Linked DNA regions of Gossypium hirsutum: regions 2 and 3 are each linked to region 1. A link is a contact called in public Hi-C data. All regions are on one chromosome and are shown on one strand. The core of a region is the stretch at or near the end of the contact, and the rest is flanking DNA. Distances in the headings are between cores, read along the strand shown. Region 1 holds the start of LOC107894331. Region 2 holds the start of LOC107917934 (argininosuccinate lyase, chloroplastic). Region 3 holds the start of LOC107916811.

Region 1 (2,700 bases), core at 133-2,632:
TCCAGTGAGGAGGTGATTAATAGAAGTATTAAAGAGGTGATCAGCTTCTGTGCTTAGTTTGAAACATTTTGGAATAAGTGGTATATATATTTTTTTTTGTTTTGTATAGGTACAAGGTTATGTTGTTTTGATTGTTTTTACAGCATTGGCTGTTTCTTTGGATGAATATAAAACTTATCCCCCCCCCCAAAAAAAAAAAAAGAGGTAAACAGCGTTGATAAAATATGCAGGCTATGATTAACGAGAATATTAAAATAAAAGTAAAAGAAAGTAATGGAAAACCTTATATATCGGCTACAAGCTAACCAACAATGGCCGGCTCTCTTCTTCACGAAGAGCATAAGCTTCCACCCTCTTGGAAGCACATTCCCAAACCCAGCTGCGTCGATAATCCTCTTCTTCTGGCTTTTACTCGCCCATTGACCTTCTAAACCCTTCATAAACTCCAGCAGTTGCACCTCTGTAACAATCCCCTCAGTCCTCCTTCTCAACTCCTCTTCAATTCCCAGAATCGCCTCTACATTCACAAACGCTGCCTTCTCAATTTCGCTCTCAACTTTCTTTTCCTCGCTTGCAATCACTCTACTTTGACTCTCCTCCTTTCGTGGCCGCCCTCTCCTCCTCTTCCCTTCGTTACAACTGCTACTATTACCGGCATCCGCTGTCTCATTTGGCCTAAAGGTTTTCATTTCTTTATATTCCTCTATTGCTAAAGGCTCGCTCTCAATCAGCCAATTATCTTTCCCGTCCCTCCTTGGCCTCCCTCGCTTCCTTTTTCTTAAACTACTACTAACAATGTCGACCGGAATATTCTGCAAACCGGAATTCCCGTTTGGATATTCGATTTGAACCGGCACAAGATCCTTGTCATCGTACGGTTCGTCAGCTTCGGGGTTAGCAGGCAGCGAATCATCGATGTTGAAAAGTGATTTAAGCAGAGAGAGGGCGTTAGAGCTTTCTTCGTCAAGAGATTCAGGGTTTAGGTATAGTGAACGAGAAGGGAAGGGCTCGGAAGGAGGAGAGGAATGTTGGTGGTGTAGGTGGCTGCGGGGTGCGGCGAAGCGGAGGCGGAAGAAAGTTTGTTTGCGACTTCCGGCGGATTCGTTGAAAACGGAGCGGTCAATTTTGGGAGTGAAGAGTTCGGTTTCGGCATTGGAAGGGGAAGGAGAAGAGGAGCATAAAGCAAGGGAAAGGAGGTCGGGTTGAGAGAGGAGACGGAGATCTACGACGGGGATAGATTCGATGTGGAGGTGATTGCGGTGGTCGACGGTGGCGGATGCCATCGAAAACAGAGGGAAAAAAAAAAGAGAGGAAAAAGCGGAAGTGTTCTCTCGATGCAACCGATTGGGATGGGATTTATTTACAGGGAGAGGGAATTGATTTAATTGCCCAACCAACTGTTGCCACGTCGAAATATAAACGGGACGGATCGGATTTAAACCGGGTTTTTACTTTTTACCCGAAATACTAGCCCAATCGCGGCCCCACCCTGAACTCTCAATTTGGGCTCATCCAGGGGCTTTAGCTAAATTGTATTAGAATGTCCAATCCATTTTCAGTTGTATTAAATAGTTCCATATAATATTCCCAAAGTAAAATCTGGTGTGAACAAAATATATAAAACAAATTGAATTATTGGCACTGTTACAAATATTTTAGACATAATAATTTATTTAGATTAATGCTTTTTAATTTAGATGACACATTAGCATTTAATTAATTTTTTAAAATTTTAAAAATTTAAAAAGTATATAAAAATTATTTTTAAAAATTAAAAACCATTAAAATGATTAAAAATGTATAAAAAATTAAAAAAACTATTTTTTAATTTTTTTGAATTTTAAAAAATTAATTAAATGCTGACATATCATCCACGTGTATGCTATATTAGCAAAGTTAAAAAAGTTAACTTTTTCATCCATTTTGGAATGATTAAACAAAAATACAAGTTCAAAAGCTAAAAGAGGCGAAAACTTAAAGGGATTGGCTAAAATGGTTCTTTTTTTGTAAAACTGGAGGCCTAAATAAATCATTATGCCAATACTTTAGTACTATAAAGTGCATGTCCATTAGAATAAAAAATTTGATATAGTTTAAGTCATACTTTAGGACTCTAATGTGCATTAGAAGCATCATTTTATTTCATTTATATTTCTTATGTGTGACACCCCAAATTTTTTAATAAAGTAAGTGATATTGTTCCAGAACTTGATCTGGTAAAATATAGAAGAGCATTTGAGGAGCATTATTATTAATGAACTTTTAAAGAATTATTTTGATTTTTAGAAAAGGGAAATTTAGAGAATAATTGTGAAGATGTGGTCTTGGTATAAAAAGGACTAAATTGTAAAATTATAAAAGTCATGGATGATAGAGTAAATTGATCATATTAAGGAAAATAAAAGTCAATAATGATGGGAGAACATAAGAACGCATTAGATTGAGTATTAATTTGATGAAAGTCACTTTAGGGATTAAATTGGAAAAGTTGAATGAAAATGAGAGTTTATAGACTAAATCGTAAATTTTTAAATTTTATCAAAAAAGGTCCTGAATGCAAAATTATGCATGGAAAACCCATAATTAATGTTAGTAAGTACAAAATATAGAAATTTTGAAGGACTAAGTGTCTTGAATGGAATAAAGAATAATGATGAGGCAAAAGGTGTAAAATGGTAATTTTTCTATGAAAGGATATTT
Region 2 (2,700 bases), core at 199-2,698, 270 kb after region 1:
ATCATGTGGATTCCAATATTCAAAGACTTCAGATATTATGTTGACTTGATCATAACCACTAACCATTTATAATCACAATCGTAGGTTACCCAGGTTCCTTTATTTCCTACTTTTATTTACCTTTAGGGGAGTAAGCCGCCCACCATGGGAGTAAGCCGCCCACCATGAATGTGTTATGCTTTCAAACTTAGTCATTTTTCTATTAGAAATATTAATCAGATAAGCTTCTTTCTAAGTTCTAAAAGTTCAAGAACAAAGTTTTCCAATTAACCAATAAAGCAACCGCTTTATTTTGACATATATAGGAGACACGTGACGGTTTTTTAACCCTGCTTCTGGAGTTGGAAAACTCAGTGCTAGTTCACTACATAATAATCATATATATAACATACATGGATGTTCGGTTTGATCTAGAATAGCTTATGAATGAAATGACTCAAACCTGCTCCACATATGCTAGAAGAAGATGTTGAAGTAAAACAGGTTGTGCCCTCTGTAAATGTGTATAACCAGGAATGATGAGACCCTCATTATTTAGAGCCAACTTCACCAAAGCAACTTGGAGATGTCTAATGCTACTAATAATCCTGTCTATAGCATCACGACACCACAGGCGGAAATCAGTCAAAACTTGATCATTTCGGCTTCGAGCAGTGTGGAGTTTCTTTGCAGGCTCACCAACCAAATCTGTCAGTGCAGCTTCAATGTTCATGTGGACATCTTCCCTGTCAGTCCTCCACACAAATTCACCAGCTTCAATGCGTCTCTCTATTTCATCTAGACCTTTCAGAATACTATCCCTATCACTAAAGCTGATCAAACCCTGCAAGCAAAAATGATAAAAACCCACATGCATTTGAATTAGCTGGAGCAAATTAGCAAAATACCATTATACAAGACAAATGATCAGAAATTGGGTTCTGCAATTCTAAAAAGTACAATATTACCCAAATTCTGACAAGCCATAAACTCATTAAAAACACTCTAAAAACAATAAATGCAAGAGGAGAAAAAAAAAAGGACCTGTTCAGCAAGCATAGAAGCATGGGCTTTACTTCCCATAATATCATGCTTATACAACTGTTTATCAAACGAGATAGACTCAGTAAACTTCTCAACGATATCAGTCACACTATCTTCGAATCTCCCACCCCAAAGCTTTGTCTCCTTTGGTTTTGCTTCTGTTTCAGATGAGTGACTCGTGGTGCACCGCAATGGTTCGAACCTTGACTTGACTCGATGCATCAATGGGGATATGGTTCTTGGGTTAGACACGGATTTGTTGGAGAGGACAGTCGATTGGGAGGAAAAAAATGGTGTTTGCAAAGAAGAAGAATGTAAGGATTCCATTAAAGAAGGGGAAGATAAAAAAGAGAGATTCTAGTGCGCCTTGCTTGCTTTTACCTTTGCCACTTCGTTAGCACTAGCAAGCAAGGAGGGTTTAGGGTGTTTTCTTTTTTGCAACTGTGTCGGGCCTGTCGGGTCGAACTGTAATAGGCCTAGTTTAGGATCGAATATGTCGGGTCTTGCTTTTGGGCTGATGGACTTATTTTTTGGAGATAATGGACTACAACTCAAGCTTTGTGGATGTAATCCTCCAACTTAATATTTTTTAATAAATTGATAATTAAATTTTAAATTTCACAATTAAATTTAAATATAAATATATACTAATTAATTAAAGGTTATTTTAAATATAATTTTAAGATTTTTACATATTTATCTATAAAAATGAGCTCAAACCTATAAAATAAGTCTTTATAAAAAATTCACAAAACATAAATTCTAATAAATTAAAAACTCGTATGAGCTCATACTCTTTTAGATGCGAAGTATAAATAGCTAATATCATTATGAAACATGGAAAAAATAAGACATAACCTTTCCCTCATTAAAACAAAAGAAGATTTTACATAAATCAAAGTCATTCACTCGGAAAAAAGGTGTTCATGAACTTTATGACTAAGAATACCACTCCATCTAAAAAATATGGATTGACCTCAAGTATAACCTCTTATTCTCTAACTTGTTTACCTTATATTAAACTCTTTTCTTCAGTGCACTGATTTAAGCATCAAAAAGCATTTTGAAGCATCAGCTCTAGTCTATCCCGGATAATAATGCTAAAACTCAGGCCTAGTCTAGCCTGGTTGTATTAATTTTTTTTATATTTTATATATATTTTTAAAAAATATAATACATCAAAACACTAAAACATTAAAATAAATGTATCCCAACAAATTAAAAATAAATTCAATAAATATTTATAATTAAATAACACTAACATAGGTACAACTTAACAAGCAAATGCCTCTAAAAAAGTAGAAAAATTAATAATAAAATAAAATTTATACAATATCCAAACAATGACAACAAAATAGTAGCAATATAATAGTGAAATGGCAACAAAACAGTGAAAAAACAGCAAGAAAACAATATTTCTTTTATTTTTGCAAATTTAGCTTAAGCTGGGCCCAAGCTATAACAACCTGTTTTTTAGTGGTGTCGGAAACAGTGGTTTCGAGGCCACCAAATTTGACGAGTATGTATTTAATATTTACGAGTCAAATGTGATTTTAAAAAGGTTTTTGATTTGATAATTTATGTTATATAAGTGATTTATTAAGTTCAAGTGGTAAGACCCTAAGATCAAGTGGCTTTCAAAAATGAGGTATCAGGACCTCATTTCTATAAACTGAG
Region 3 (2,700 bases), core at 185-2,684, 490 kb after region 1:
ATCAAAACAAACACTTACTTCTTTTTTGTCAATTTCATCGCTAGCCTGTTTGACATTTGATATTTTGGCCTTGTGATGTGGCCTTTTCTTTATTGGAATTATAATTTTATGGTTAAAATATGTCATAAGTTCCCCTATTTTTTAAAAATTAGGAATTTAGTCTATATATTTTTATTTCATGAAATTTAGTCTATTTATTTTTCAAATTTTAAAGTTCAAGTCCAACTGTTAACATTGTTAAACTTTTTTGTTAAATTTGTTATTATGACATTTTTTTAAATAAAAAATACTCACTTGGTAGCTATATAATTAAAAAAAATGACTTTGTAATTAACTTGAATTTAACAAAATAATAATAATAATTTAATAGTTGGACCTGAATTTTGAAATCTAAAAAGTAAACTAACTAAATTCCATGAAATAACTATACAGGGATTAAATTCTCAATTTTTGAAAAGTACAAGGACTTGTGACACATTTTAACCTAATTTTATATGTTTTTATTTTTAATTTTTTTATGTATTTTTAATTTTTAAATATATATATTTCAATTTTTTTATTCAAGACCATATTAATAGAAAATATAAATGTTCATGGCTAAATTTGTTATTTTATCAACAAAAAAAAGTCACGTTAACATTCTATTAACAATTTAATGGAGAAGTGACAAAAATATCAAATGTCAAAAATGTTAACGATCAAATTGAAAATTTTTGTAATTGAGTGCTTAAAATAAAAACTTTAATAGTTGGATCACTGCGAATGAAATTTACCATTCTTTTAAGAAAGAATCCACAAAATAATAAGATTTATATAATTGGTGTTGTATTGAAAAATAAAAGGGAAAATATAGTTTTTAGATAAATTGTACTCAAGGTCACTAGACTATTAGTAAGTTTATATTTTGGTCATTCAATTTGAAAAAGTTACAAAATGGTAATTGAATTATTCAAAAGTTTTCATTTAAGTCACTAGCCTATTAAAATTGCTGTTGTATGGCTTCTCTATTTACATCACCTACACCAATCGAAAACTCTTATTTCCGTTCTCTTCTACAATTTTTTTTTTCATTTAACAATTTTAAATGTCCCTGTGACTTAAATAAAAGCTTTCGAATAGTTCAATGACTTTGATGAAAACTTTCGAACAGTTCAATAATTATTATTTCGTAACATTTTAAAGTCAAATGACCAAAACATAAACTTACTAATCGTTTAATGATCTTGAGTATAATTTACCCATATTATTTGAGTACATTAGTTTATCTTCAATATTCAAATTTAATACTTATTTTTAACTTCCTACACATATTTTAGTCCACTTTAGTAACTTCGTTAAAATCGAATGACATAAATCATCCGATCTAAAAATATAGTATAAATGTCACATCATCAATTGATGTAGTTGTCACGTATAACACCTTAATTAATCCACTTCATTTAATTTTACTGGACTTACAAAAATGGGAAATCAAAGTTGAATATCAATCTAAACAAAAAGAAAGGGTTTGAATTTGAATATGGACCAAAATTATATTAACCCAAATTATATAAAAAGGAAAGAGGGCATAGGGCCGAAAAGCGGTGGGAAATTCCGAGAAGTGGGTGTGAGGGTTACTTGAACAACCATCACACGTTTTCCTTTTTTCCTGTTTCTGGTCAATCCAGCGCCACGTCACCCTTTCAACCGCACCTCACATCTGACCTGGCAACCAAATTCCGCCCCCAGTTGCCGTTAATCCTCTACGCCCCATCTCACTTGAATCAACTAAATTCCCCCAGTCATACCAACATCTCTTGAAATCCCTTCCCTGACCCTGCTTAGTTATTTCATTTTTTTTAAATAATATTGATGATAATCCGCTGTTAAAAGTATAATAATATTCCCTTGTATTCGTAATGTACTCTCCTTCTGTTTAAAACAAAACTGATTCTTGGAAGTGAATTGAAGGGATAAAACAATTTTTAAAAAATATATATTAATAATAGTAATAAAAATCTGTGGGTTTGCAATTTCATCACCCCTTTTATCTGATTGTCGTGCAGAATATCTGAAAATCTGGGTGTCTTTTCTTTTTTCGTTGGAAAGCTTTTAAGGTACTTCGTTTGTTGATTTTTTTTCTTTAGACTTTCCAATGAATTTTTTCTTTTCTCATAATCGAATATTGAAATTCAAGGAAGGAACTTTTGGTTTTGCTTTGCATTCATCAAAGAAGGAAACTTTAGCTTCAACTTATCCACCTTTTTTGAGGGTGTTTAATTGGTTTATTTTGAGATTCTGTTTGTACTTGAATTCAGGAAAATGTAAACGGAGTTTGAAAAAGTAAATGGGAAAAGAGTTTTTGGTTTTATGGTTAGTTTAAAGCCCAATTTTGCGAAATCTATTTTTAGCAGGAAAAAGAAAAGATGTGTTCTTTATCCCTTTTTCTCTATTTTTGACAGGGCCTGTTTATCACTTAGCCTCTTTTATTCTTCTGGATTATGTCTAAATTTCTGGTATTGACAGTAAATATTGTCTAAGACTGTATTTTTTGTTGCCTCTAATGAATTAAAAAAGATATTATTTTGTTTTTGCACAAAGATGAACACATTGTGCCGAGGATAATATAAGATTTCATAAGTTCAATCTAATGGTTTGTTTTGCTGCATCTAATTCCTTGGGTTGACTGCAGTTTGTTAACGAGTATGTGATTTGTTTTAA

Evidence for each region. Hi-C and Micro-C count contacts between places; a contact is called where the count stands out from the background.
Region 2: a contact with region 1 is called in a Hi-C map of leaf, with 5 times the contacts expected there. The contact joins the promoter of LOC107917934 here to the promoter of LOC107894331 in region 1. A contact is called at or near these places in 4 of 34 Hi-C or Micro-C datasets (hypocotyl and leaf).
Region 3: a contact with region 1 is called in a Hi-C map of leaf, with 3 times the contacts expected there. The contact joins the promoter of LOC107916811 here to the promoter of LOC107894331 in region 1. A contact is called at or near these places in 5 of 34 Hi-C or Micro-C datasets (callus, fibers and leaf).

The regions. Positions count from the first base shown.
Region 1 is chrA01:35,080,276-35,082,975 of Gossypium_hirsutum_v2.1, reverse strand. LOC107894331 reads right to left here and starts at 1,382. Exons shown (of 7, transcript XM_041112052.1): 1 at 283-1,382. The coding sequence starts at 1,283.
Region 2 is chrA01:34,806,534-34,809,233 of Gossypium_hirsutum_v2.1, reverse strand. LOC107917934 (argininosuccinate lyase, chloroplastic) reads right to left here and starts at 1,448. Exons shown (of 6, transcript XM_016847356.2): 1 at 1,024-1,448; 2 at 443-823. The coding sequence starts at 1,350.
Region 3 is chrA01:34,593,861-34,596,560 of Gossypium_hirsutum_v2.1, reverse strand. LOC107916811 reads left to right here and starts at 1,434. Exons shown (of 3, transcript XM_016846186.2): 1 at 1,434-2,096.